Regions from separate parts of the Mus musculus genome. Here all the other regions are linked to region 2. The links are chromatin contacts, called in public promoter capture Hi-C maps. All regions are on one chromosome and are shown on one strand. The core of a region is the stretch at or near the end of the contact, and the rest is flanking DNA. Distances in the headings are between cores, read along the strand shown. Region 1 has its middle 53 kb from the start of Gm15326. Region 2 overlaps Map3k1 (mitogen-activated protein kinase kinase kinase 1). Region 3 has its middle 11 kb from the start of Gm15322.

What was found. Capture Hi-C pulls out chosen DNA fragments and counts their contacts.
Region 1: a contact with region 2 is called in a promoter capture Hi-C map of pancreatic islet. The contact joins two enhancer-like sites. A contact is called at or near these places in 1 of 115 datasets of contacts at active chromatin or transcription factors (embryonic stem cells) and 2 of 9 other capture datasets (adipose tissue and pancreatic islet).
Region 3: a contact with region 2 is called in a promoter capture Hi-C map of pancreatic islet. The contact joins two enhancer-like sites. A contact is called at or near these places in 4 of 9 other capture datasets (adipose tissue, embryonic stem cells, liver and 1 more).

What each region holds. Positions count from the first base shown.
Region 1 is chr13:111,919,290-111,923,429 of GRCm38.p6, reverse strand. No RefSeq gene overlaps it. Among named protein-coding and RNA genes, the nearest start is that of Gm15326, 53 kb to the right of the region's middle. Within about 2 kb of position 2,204, at least 5 of the 459 cell types and tissues checked have an H3K27ac peak or open chromatin away from gene starts, as enhancers often do. A contact at or near this core is called in pancreatic islet, where this site is marked.
Region 2 is chr13:111,749,993-111,753,685 of GRCm38.p6, reverse strand. It overlaps Map3k1 (mitogen-activated protein kinase kinase kinase 1), which reads left to right. Exons shown (of 20, transcript NM_011945.3): 17 at 1,190-1,321; 18 at 2,325-2,467; 19 at 3,112-3,243. Among named protein-coding and RNA genes, the nearest start is that of Map3k1, 57 kb to the left of the region's middle. Within about 2 kb of position 2,370, at least 2 of the 459 cell types and tissues checked have an H3K27ac peak or open chromatin away from gene starts, as enhancers often do. A contact at or near this core is called in pancreatic islet, where this site is marked.
Region 3 is chr13:111,981,826-111,985,949 of GRCm38.p6, reverse strand. No RefSeq gene overlaps it. Among named protein-coding and RNA genes, the nearest start is that of Gm15322, 11 kb to the left of the region's middle. Within about 2 kb of position 2,714, at least 85 of the 459 cell types and tissues checked have an H3K27ac peak or open chromatin away from gene starts, as enhancers often do. A contact at or near this core is called in pancreatic islet, where this site is marked.

The DNA of each region.
Region 1 (4,140 bases), core at 955-3,454, 170 kb before region 2:
ATATATATATATAATATCCATAGACAATTATTCCAGGATGGGAAATTTCAGTTCTCACAGGGTAAAGGTAGAAAACTGAAGCGAGTGGGAATTCTGAGATAGGATTCCTGAAAATTAAATTACAGAAGGAAAGACAAAACCCAAGGTAGTCCCCATGACCCAGAAGAGGTGACTCTCAGAAGAGATGAGCAAACACAGCTGTAGGCAACTAAAGCATATTATGTATGAAAACCCAGAACAGGCGCGGTGGTTTGAATACGTTTGGACCAGGGAGTGGCACTATTAGGAAGTATGGCCTTATTGGAGTAGGTGTGGCCTTGCTGGAGTAGGTGTGGCCTTGTCAGAGTAGATGTGGCCTTGTTGGTGTATCATTGAGGGTATGGTCTTTAAGACCCTCATTCTAGCTGCCTAGAAGCCAGTCTTCTTTTAATGACCTTCAGATGAAGATGTAGAACTCTCAGCTCCTCCTGCACCATGCCTGCCTGAATGCTGCCATGCTCCTGCCTTGATGATAATGGACTGAACCTCTGAACCTGTAAGCCAGCCCCAATTAACTGGTATCCTTTATAAGAGTTGCCTTGGTCATGGTGTCTGTTCACAGCAGTAAAACCCTAACTGAGACACAGCAATAATTTGATGTTAGCCTCATGGACAGCTTCTCTCCAGATAAACATACTATCACTCTCCAAGACACCATCTGCGTGTAGTTTTCTACCCAAGAGTAACAAAAAAAAAAAAAAAATAGCATCGTTTCTAAAAGAACTAGCTTCTGGAAAGGGAGGATCCTTCTGTCAAGCACAGGGCAATAGTTCCAATTTCCCACTCTATCTGTAGGGCAGTGTAAACAAAAACCTCCAAAGGAACCCGAGTCCTCAGCTGTGTGGAGATGATGCTATTATCAGGTAAAGCAAAAGAAGTGGAGGGACTGTTTTCCTCTTGGGAAAACAACAACAACCACAATAACAGAAAACAACCCTGTGACCAAGATTAGACTTGCTGGACACTTCCAAAGGAGTGAATTCATTTGGTGAGGTTTCCAGACGATACTAAGCTTTAAAAAGCAACCGTAGGCAATTTGTTCCCTGGTCTTCTTGTGGTCTGCTCATCCTTTATAGGGCTACTTAAGCCCTGCAGTTCCTGTGAGATGCTCCTGCCTTTGATTTTCTAGAACCTTATTTATGCATCATTCACTCAGATGCTATTCACAGAGCAAGTCACAGAGACCTGTCTGCTTCTGACACACACACAGTGCCTCCCTAACCAGGCCCGAAGGTCATTGTCTAACTTAGGGTTTCTATTGCTGTGATAAAGCACCATGACCAAAAAGTAAGTAGGGAAGTAAAAGGTTTCTTTGGCTTACTCTTCCAGATCACTCGTCATCATTGAAGGGTGTCAGGATAGGACAGGGTCCACGTCAGGATCCTGGAGGCAGGAGCTGGTACAGAGGCCATGAAGGGATGGTGCTTACTGGCTGGCTTCCCCTGGCTTTCTCACCCTCCTTTCTTATAGAACTTAGAACCACCAATCCACAATGGGCTAGACCCTTCCCGTCAGTCACTAATTAAGAAAATGCCTTACAGCTGCATCTTATCTCAATTAAGGCTCCCTCCTTTCAAGATAACTCTAGTTTGTGTGTCAAGTTGGCATAAGACCAGCACAGTCAAACAAAGCAGAAACTTTTGTTATACTTCCTTATCCACCTCCTATCACAGTGCTCATAGTGGGTTCTCAGACCTACTATGCTCTATACTGCCCTTCCTCCATAATTTCCTTACCCAAAAATAAACTCCATCCTAACAGCCACAGTGACTGAGTTTGTTACATCAATATATTATCCTTTTCTGTTTTGCTTCAGGCAAACAGTACACAGATGCTAAAAATACCCTCAGTGTCTACTTAATGGAAAATGATCACTCTCAAAACCAGAATCCAGGTCAAATCACCATTAAACTTTAGCATCACGGGGAGGTAACAAAGGACACAGGGTAAAATCTGCAGAGCAAACACAGGCGGTAGGTGGATGTTCTCATACCAATTTGGAACTCAGTTCAAGAAGCACCCCACAGTATCAGTCTTTATCACTCTTGTATTACAACGTGACACCAGACTCCTAAAAACAACCTGTTTTATCTAGAATTGAAATACTGAACTAGTTGCTTTAGTCACAGTGGAAAGACTTGGGCTAAAATTAGAATGTCAAGCTTGAATAGACAATATAGAAACCTTGTAATTATGAATTATCACCCAACCCCAAATGTATATAGCCATTGATCAGAGATGACAATGGATAAACTTGCTAGTCTCATAGTCTGCTTTATCCCCTTTGCCCTTTATCAGGGAATTCTGATTCCTGAACATCCATGCTTTACCAAGAGTGAAGAGACATAAGCCAAACTTCAGAGCAGCTCACTAAGCAAACATTTAACAACATCTACCTGGGCTTTGTGGGGCCCTAACTCCTCTCTTCCTCCCAGGGGTCCAATTCCTTGTCAATTCACTGCAACCAAAACAGCTGTATAATGCCAACCTGCTGTTTAGTTACTAAAACATCCACATATTTTTTTTCTACTATGCAAACTACTGATGTAAGGAAATGCCTGTACTCTAAACTCAGAATCAAATCTTGACTAGTCATGTCCATCACTGACTTCCTGCAACCGCAGTCTAATGTTTCCAAAAGATATTAGTGACATTAAAAAAAAAAAAAAAAAAAAAAGTCTGTCAGATTGCTCATTCCCTAATCAGATCCTCCAGGTTCATTACCCTCCCCAGCAAACTGTAGGGAAATGGCTATTCTATAATAAACATAACAAACATTGTTAGAAATACCTTGATCTATTTCTAATCTATGATTATACCAATAGCATCTCCTCGAGCTACAGCTATCCCCCCACTGCCAGGGTGACTCAGGAAGTTAGACTCAGGAGCCCAATGCCCCACCTCAGGGCAGTGCTTTAGAACACAAAGGGACGTGATCTCTGGAAGGAATCATAGACAACAAACTCAAACAGCCTCCTGAGGAAAGTAAGAATGAAACACAATAAGCATCATTTGTCCGTCTTCTACAGTCTACCAAAATCATAGTTGAGTGGAGGAAAAAAAAAGGTTACTTCCATGTCACCAGAGAAGGCCACTCATGCCTTCCAACACTGACATATTAGACTGAACTCATTTGGGACTTTGACCAAACTGTTAGATGGCAGTGATTTCCCCCAGATCGTTGCTCTGCGATATTACTCTGGAGAAGCCATATCTGCTAGCTTATTATCATTGCCACAGTGCTGAGTGCTCTGCCTGGTTGGTACAGTCCATCCTAACATCTTCAAGAAGCTTTTAGTCATACTTTACAGATGGCAAAACTGAGGCTTAGTGTAGTTAAGTTATGGTTGCCCCAAAGAGGATATCTCCTCAAAATGCAAATGTTTGAACCTAACACTCAATGTGATAGATTGAGAGGTGGGGGCTGTTAAAGGCGTGACTGAGTGCTGAGAGCACAGCACCTCCTGAAGAGTTGTATCTGGCCAGTGGCTCACATGTCTGGGTTCTAGTCTGGAAAGGCATCTTGGAAACCTGGAGGAGAAGAGAGAGCTAGGCGGGCGAGAGAAAGATGTAGCTAAGACAGAATTCTGATCAAAGCTCAATTTTACTATTTCCGACACTCAGTTATGAAGCAGGGGAAGGGGCTAATTCCCGCCAAATAATCTTGGAGTCCAGTTGCTCGGTGACCACGTGTATGTCTCCAGAACAGCAAGGGGGCAGGCTCCAGCAGTGGGCGTGGCAGAACGATTGAGCGGCAAGCTCCACCCCTATGCAAACAGTGAAACCTGAGCAAACAGGTTTCAGGCTGGGGAGGGGAGGCTACACTGAAGAGGATTAGTTACATCAGAAAACCAGCCTGAGCCAGGCGGTGGTGGCGCACACCTTTAATCCCAGCACTTGGGAGGCAGAGGCAGGCGGATTTCTGAGTTCGAGGCCAGCCTGGTCTACAAAAGGGCTATACAGAGAAACCCTGTCTCGCAAAAGAAAAAAAAAAAAAAGAAAGAAAGAAAGAAAATCAGCCTGAGGAAGCCAGTGCTGGTAATTGCAGCACTGGGACTGAAGTACAAATCCCATCTTAAGCTTCAGATAGCTTGGACTGCA
Region 2 (3,693 bases), core at 1,121-3,620:
AAGTGACTAGATGCTTCACTTATGAATACTTTAGGTCTCTAAAAACAAACCACTCCTAATATAAAGCTACCCACGAAAAATACTGTATTTTAAATCTAGTAAATATTAAAATTTTTTCATCTTGCTGTTTTGTTTTGTTGTACTTGGAATCGAGCCCAGACCTTGTCCATGCTAGGCAAGTACTCTGGCACCGAGCTGTGGTCCCCAGCTCAGCAACCCTTCTTAAGACTGATTTTAGAGGCTGGTGAGATGGCTCAGTGGATAGGAGCACTTGACCGCTCTTCCGAAAGTCCTGAGTTCAAATCCCAGCAACCACATGGTGGCTCACAACCACCCATAATGAGATCTGATGCCCTCTTCTGGCACATCTGAAGACAGCTGCGGTGTACTTATGTATAATAATAAATAAGTCTTTAAAAAAAAAAAAAAAAGAGTGATTTTAGGGCTTCGTGTAGAATTTTTTTTCCCCAAAAAATCTGGCTTGTTTAAGTTCCATATTTCTCTTTAATAGTCATCACTAATTGTCTAGATTATGTTTCTGTAAGAAATGTTCCTAACAATATAAAATAAAGTTACTAAGCAGGACCTGGGCCTGCAGGCAGTGTACTCGAGAGGCCGAGGCAGAAGGGTGGTTGGTCCAAGCCCAGCCTGAGCCATAGTAGGTGAGAATCTGTCTCAAATAAATAAGCAAACCTAAATACATTCATGTTTAATTTGAAAACGTAACTAAAGATAAAACAGCACTGGGACACAAAGTTAAACCTCATTTTCTTGAACATAGATGGAATTCACTTCACTAATATATGTAACAGTGACTCCAGCTATGACACCTAGGTTATCCAGCCAGTTGTTAAGTGCTTGTATGATTTGAGAGTGCATCTCTAGTTCATGTTTGCATCATGTTTGTGCTTACTAGTATGAATGTGTGCCCGTGTGCGTGCAGATGTCAGAGGTCTGAGACAGTGTGTACCTCGGTCACTCTCCACCTTTGTTGGGATACGGTCTCTCTCTGACCCCGAAGCTCATCAGTTGGGCTAAGATAGCGGTCCCATGCTGAGGCCACAGTGTACAGTTTTGATAGAGGAAATCAGTTGGACTTCGGACGTGGGCTATGAGCGTACCATTTGATACGAGGCCTGAGGAGTTAGAGCGTTAAGAAGCCGGGCTCACGGTTCTGCCTGTCTTCCAGGAGGATCTGTGGCTCACCTCTTGAGTAAATACGGAGCTTTCAAGGAGTCAGTCGTCATTAACTACACTGAGCAGTTACTCCGTGGCCTTTCCTATCTCCACGAGAACCAGATCATTCACAGAGACGTCAAAGGTACGGATCCTAACCGTCTTCTAGTGATGGCAAGAAAACGAGTGTCATTTTAAAACTTGACCCTTGGTGGTTTCTAACACAGGTTTCTAAGTCTAGGACTAAATAACCCTATGATTATTAGAGCCAAAAGGACCCTTACGAGTCGCTCTACTGTCCTCATTAGCACAGCGTGTTCCGTACCACAAGGCTGTGACTTGGCAGGACGTGTAAGACTGAGGCCTCCTCGTCCCCCATCTTGGCTTACAGTGTATCCACAGAAGACCCCTGTTTTTGGTTTTTTCTTAGATAATTTGTGTATCATAAACTTACGAAAATCCTGCCAGATCTTGCAGCTTTGATTTTTATTTATTAAAGGCAACCTGGATTTTTGGGAGGGGGGGTTGGAGACAGGGTCTCTCTGAGTAGCCCTGACTGTCCTGGAACTCACTCTGTAGACCAGGCTAGCCTCGAACTCAGAAATCCGCCTGTCTCTGCCTCCTAAGTGCTGGGACTAAAGGTGTGCGCCACCACTGCCCGGCTGGATTTTCTTTTGTGGATATCTTGAGTATTTAACAATGTTTTTGAAGTGCTGTTGTGATACAAACTTTAATTAAACTGTGATTATAAAATAAGCATATATTTTTGAATTGGCCTATGTTAGTATCAGTCAACAAGCCTTTGCCTTAAAATGTAAACTGAGCCAAAATTTGAAGTCTTAGATTTAGCTGAAATCATTGCTTAAAGGGTTTTGAATCCTGGCTTTCCGGGGTCTTTAAGCTTATTCCTCTATCTCCATGGCCTGATGATTTTGATCTCCAGACTTTCCTTCTGAGGCTTTAGGTTAGACCCACACTAGAGAGACTAGTGTGCCCTTGCATAGATGGAGCAGAGGAAGGCGGGGGCAGCTTTCTGGGAGGCAATGGCTGTACCTACTTTGTCTTAGTTCATTAGCAGCACTTCACTGGGACTCTCGCATGTCCTCATTGATCTAACACGCAGGGTCATTTGCTGTCTCTGTTGACAGGTGCCAACCTGCTCATTGACAGCACCGGTCAGAGGCTGAGAATTGCAGACTTTGGAGCTGCTGCCAGGTTGGCATCAAAAGGAACCGGTGCAGGAGAGTTCCAGGGACAGTTACTGGGGACAATTGCATTCATGGCGCCTGAGGTGAGGAGTGGCTTTGAGTGTAAAGAAGGACAGTGTCGTGGAGTCCGTATGGCAGCATTGTGCCAGGCTATTTCACAGTAGGATCCAGTGTGCACTTAGTAATTGGAAGCTCATGACCTTATAGACTAGTTTTTAACAGTACCTCCCCCCACCCCACCCCCATTTCAGACCCTTATTCCCAACCCTCCCATTTCTGTCTTTTAACAAAATTATAAAAGACAGGTTTTTATAGATTGCTTAAAGGCTACTTGAACACAGAATTGTGGGGTTAGCTTGTTAGTGCCTGTGGTAGAAATATACAGAAGTTACCTCTTGCTTCCCAAGGGAGGTAAGCCACAGAGATGGCCCTGTCTGTCAACATCTTAGCACAGGATGCGCTTCTGAATAGGGCCCGGCCTGAGCTCGTGGCTCTTCGTGTTCAGTGTAGTGGGGATTTGCTCTCGCGCCCCATTGTTTAAGAAGAGGGTTTGCTTTTGAATCCTGGGATGTTTATCTTAGTGCCACATGGACATTAAGCTGGTTAATGAGATGCCAAGCCATCCATGTAATTGTTGTTTGTACCACTGTTTGCCCTGAACTTACACATCAAAAATGGACCTCTTTTCAGTAAGTCACATTTCCAAATTAACTCTGCTTTCTTTTAGGTCCTAAGAGGTCAGCAGTATGGTAGGAGCTGTGATGTATGGAGTGTTGGCTGCGCCATTATAGAAATGGCTTGTGCAAAACCACCTTGGAATGCAGAAAAACACTCCAATCATCTCGCCTTGATATTTAAGGTGATTATGATATGACAACTACTGTTTAGTAGTAAAATTGGCAGAAGTTGGATTCTCAGGCGTTGTCCCTACCAGTCTTTGTCTGTTTTTATGTCATGTTACGTGCATGGATGTTTAGCCTGCATGTTTGTCTCTGCACCACATGCATGTCTGGTGCCTGCAGAAGCCAGAAGAGGGGGTCAGATTCCCTGGAACCAAGTAAGTGTGTGTGTGTGTGTGTGTGTGTGTGTGTGTGTGTGTGTGTGTGTGTGTGTGCATGTGAGGGTATGTGCATGCCATGACACATGGAGATAAGAGGACAGCCTGAGGTGCCAGTCCTCACTCTTCATCTTGTGGAACTGCACCACACTGCTCCAGGACTTCTACTCCAGGGCATTCTCCTGCACCTGGTCCCTCTGTAGAACTACTGGCTTTCTACGTGGGGATCACGGGGTCTGGGACCCCAGCTCA
Region 3 (4,124 bases), core at 1,465-3,964, 230 kb before region 2:
AGTTCAGCTCCCAATACAGACAGGTCCTTGGTCCCTGGGGCTTGCCTTTCCCTCACAAAGAGAAACGCTCTAATCACTCAGATTTGAAAACCAAGTCTGGTCTATCTCCTTTTCCGTACCCTCCATACATTTTGGGGGGAAAATCAATAGTATGTGTGATGCACTGAAGGGTGGAGCACACCAGCTGCTTCAGGGTCATTACAGCAGAACATGACAGCCCTGAAAGGTAAGTATCGGCCTCCTCCACCTTGCAGATCAGCTCATGGTCAAGTCTGAGGACTCGGGCACCAATCACCCAACTGGGTGCTCTGGGTAGAACGCCCACTGGCCACCGAGCCTGAGCCCCTCCAGTTTCAGCACACTGGCCCTGTCCCATCCTGGAACACACTCTGATACATGCTGGGACTATGTGTGTGAGCCAGATGGCCCTAAATCCGTTCTAAACACTGCAGTGGGGTTTGGAGAAACTTAGCCCTGAAGGGACTCAGTTTACCCATTTTAAAACAGGAAAAAAGCATTCCTACCCACCTCATAGGGCTGTGGGAGAACAGCGGGGGCTGCTGTCTGTAAATCACACGGTTCATTCAGTCCCTGCCATGTGGTCACACTTGGTGACGTTGTTGATTATTAGTTTTAGTTTCTACACCAAAAATCTCTCTCTCTCTCTCTCTCTCTCTCTCTCTCTCTCTCTCTCTCTCTTTCTCTCTCTCACTCTCTCTCTCCCTCCCTCCCCGTGTGTGTGTGTGTGTGTGTGTGTGTGTGTGTGTGTGTGTGTTCAGGCCAGCACAAAACCACCCTCATCTGTACTTTTGTGTGCATTTTGTTTCATTCTGTTTTGTTTTGTTTTGGCATTTTTGTCTTATTGGTCTTTGTCTGTTTTTTATTTTGTTTTTGTGGATGGTGGTGTTGTGTTTCTTGTGAGTTTTTGTTTTGTTTTCTTTTTGTTGCTTGCAATTTTTTGTTTTTTGTTTTTTTGTTTCTTTTTAAAAGAAATAGAGAAAAGAAAGTTGAGTAGGTAAGGAGGTGTGGAGACTCTGGGAGGAGTTCGGAGTGAGAGGAACATAATCAAAATATATTGTGTGAAAAATATCCATTAAACACACACACACACATCTCGCAGGACTCAGGCCTCTCCTTCTGCCCTATAGGTGCGGGGAATGACCTCAGTTTCTCGGACTCGGCAGACTGAGTCCTTTTCCCCTCTGAGTCAGCGTACGTACACAAGAGAGTGCACTGTTATCTAACACTAATTCCTATACACATTCTAAAGGCACCCCAGCATTTTGAGCACACTTAATGTTCATGATCTGAATCAGTCAGTGCATGCAGGACTTCTTCACTGATCCCTTGTGCTGAGGAGCCAACTCTCTCCAAAGCCAGAAGTGGAACTACACAGTAGAGTTGCCATGGCAGCATCTGTCCATAATCAATGCTAGCTCCTTACTGAAGCCTTCTGAAGTAGCTGGCCCTGAGTTGTCAGGGTTGTGCGGGCTGGGAGCATCCAAGGCAGGAAACACCTGGGACTCTGCATTCACAGCAAGCAGATGTCACGTGACGACTAAAGTTATGCTGTAAGTTGACTTTACTGTGATGAAGAGATCTATAAAACAAAAACGCCTCTAACCTGTAAGCCCCACTTGCCCAGGGAGAGATAAGATTCTAGAATGCTGGGAGCTGTTGCTCATGCCAGACAACAAGCAGCACGTTTTCACTTCTGTAAACAAGGTTGGTTGCCCCAACTGCACAGGACGTGCTTCATCACAGTGGGCAGGAGGGTAGGTTGTACGTAGGCAGGAAGTATGTCAGGATACATGCTTGCCCGGATTGGATGAAGGTGGAAAGTACACAGCCCGTGGGTGTCGCCTTTATAAACCTGGCTAACGTAATTGAGGCCACTCTCTGGAAATGGGATGGATCTGGCAAGAGCCCATCATTCTGTCTAATATTTAATAAAGCTTGCTTCAAATTTGGCTTAAATCCAAATTGTGGTAATGGTCTTATTCTCACCCAGTTGGGTTAAAAATCAGAGACAAATCACGGTGCAGTGTGATGGAAACCTAGCCCCCTGTCTCTCTCTGCTGAGGTGACCCAGGCTACAGTGCAAAGTACGTTTCATAATTGTCTGCAAATTCAGCGACCAATGGCACTTACCTGAGATTTCCCATCGTTCTTTTTCTCCCCTGAGCCATCTAGCACCCCAGTGCCTTAACTGTTTCTTCCCAGAGTGCTTTGCTACGGAATCGCTTGCCTAGACACCCTCATCTCAGGGTTTGCTTCCGGAAACCTCAACCAAAACAAATTATTAGTTTTAGCAAACTGTTCACCTGATTTCTTTGTACAGTAAACAAACCAATCTCCAGGAGGAGACAGAATTGTCCTTCAGGAGGACAAGATTGCAAGTTGCAGGCATGGGTTGCTAGGTGAAATGGCACCCAGCCACCCCAGAAAGCATCTCCATTTTAGGGCTGCAAACCTCAGAAGGGAGAGCCAGTGTCTCCCTAGGCCTTCTACAGAGCCTGCACTCAAGGACATTTGCCATCGACATTGATTCAAATTTGTTTTCCTTCGCTCCCTTCATGGTTAAAAGCTCTGTTGACTGCCAATTACTGCTCACACCTGAAGAGACTAAGTCAACGGTCCAGGCAAAGGCACACATCTTACAAGCTGACTACCTCCTGGAAGTTCAGAGGCGCACAGATAAGGGAGAAGATAACCTAAAATGAAACTGAGCGAAATTCAATACCTGTTACTTAATATAGAACTGGCTTGAACTATAGAGCAAAGCAATAGTCAACAGAAAACTCAATAGAAGTGCTCTGTCCACACATTTAAAGGGCGGTACCTGATTTTAAAAAGGCCTAGACCACCAAGCTCACTGCCCTAACACACATGTGAATGGTAGGTGCTCAGGAACCTAGAAGTAGGGGCTCTAATTTTTTTGTGATGGGTCACAGCAGTTTAGATGCAAATACTGCTTCCTGCCTCCCCACTGGAGAGCCCTGACAGGCCAGCTGCTGTCTTCTCTCTCTGCACAAGAAGGGCAGCTTTGTGGAGGGGGATCACTACAGCATCTCACATTTCTATTTAGTCCTGGCTCACCTTCTTCCAATTTTCTCATCATCTCCTGAGTCCACATCAGCTAACACCCAAGTTTATAACCCCTCCCGACCCCGATACTCACCCCCCACCCCCACCCCCTTCCCTATCCCTGAGCTGTCTGGAATAAAAGCATTGGTAGGGCATAGAAGGCTGAAAAGGTCAGCTCTGAGAGCTGAAACCATAGGAACCCTTTCTCTTGTAGGTTTTCATCTTTGGGGGTCGGGGCAGCATCTTCTGGAGGATCTTGAGAATCAAAGCAGCTCAGGGAAGGGATTAGGTAGGGAGCCAGGCTGCAGGTTCAAGGCCAATACCAGCTGATACACTCTATGCATCTTGGGGCAAATCCTTGCACTGTGTATTCCTCTCTCTCTTCATTCTTCATGTTAAGGATTCTGGGACCCTCCTCAGGAATGTTTTAAGGCTTACTTAACTGTGCCTGGCTCACAGAGAACACTCGGCAAGTGACATCTACCACTCAGCTCAGAAGCCGATCCTCTTTAAGTCATCATCACCACCACCATCATTACCTTCATCATCTTCAACGCTGTCATCAGCAAACCCTTCCTTAAATAAGTTTTCAAACAGAAAGCACTGCCTTTAAATTGAAAATAAAAGAATAGCTTCCCTGTCCCTGGGAGCCCCCAAATCTGAATAAATCTGTAAAACTGCCTTTTCTTGTACCTTGATCAAAAGGCTTATTTGGTAGTGATATTACATTTACTCCTTCCGTGCTCCTTAGTTTTTAGCCTATGCGATTCCCCTGATGTGCTCAGAAACCCAAGAGATCTGAGCTACTTATGGTTGAACATCGAACAAACGATAAATTAGCTCAGTTGCTTTTCTGCTCTTCCTATACCTTTTAACATGAACAGAGCCAAAAATTGATAGTTCGCTGTTCTTTTTCCTCCTATTTTTTTTTTACCAAATTAAGGATTTTTTTTAAAGTCAGCTGATGTATAAGGAAAAGATTTCCTTTTCTCTCCTGCCTTCTCCAGCAAGTTCGCCAGTTTAATACCCATAATTCC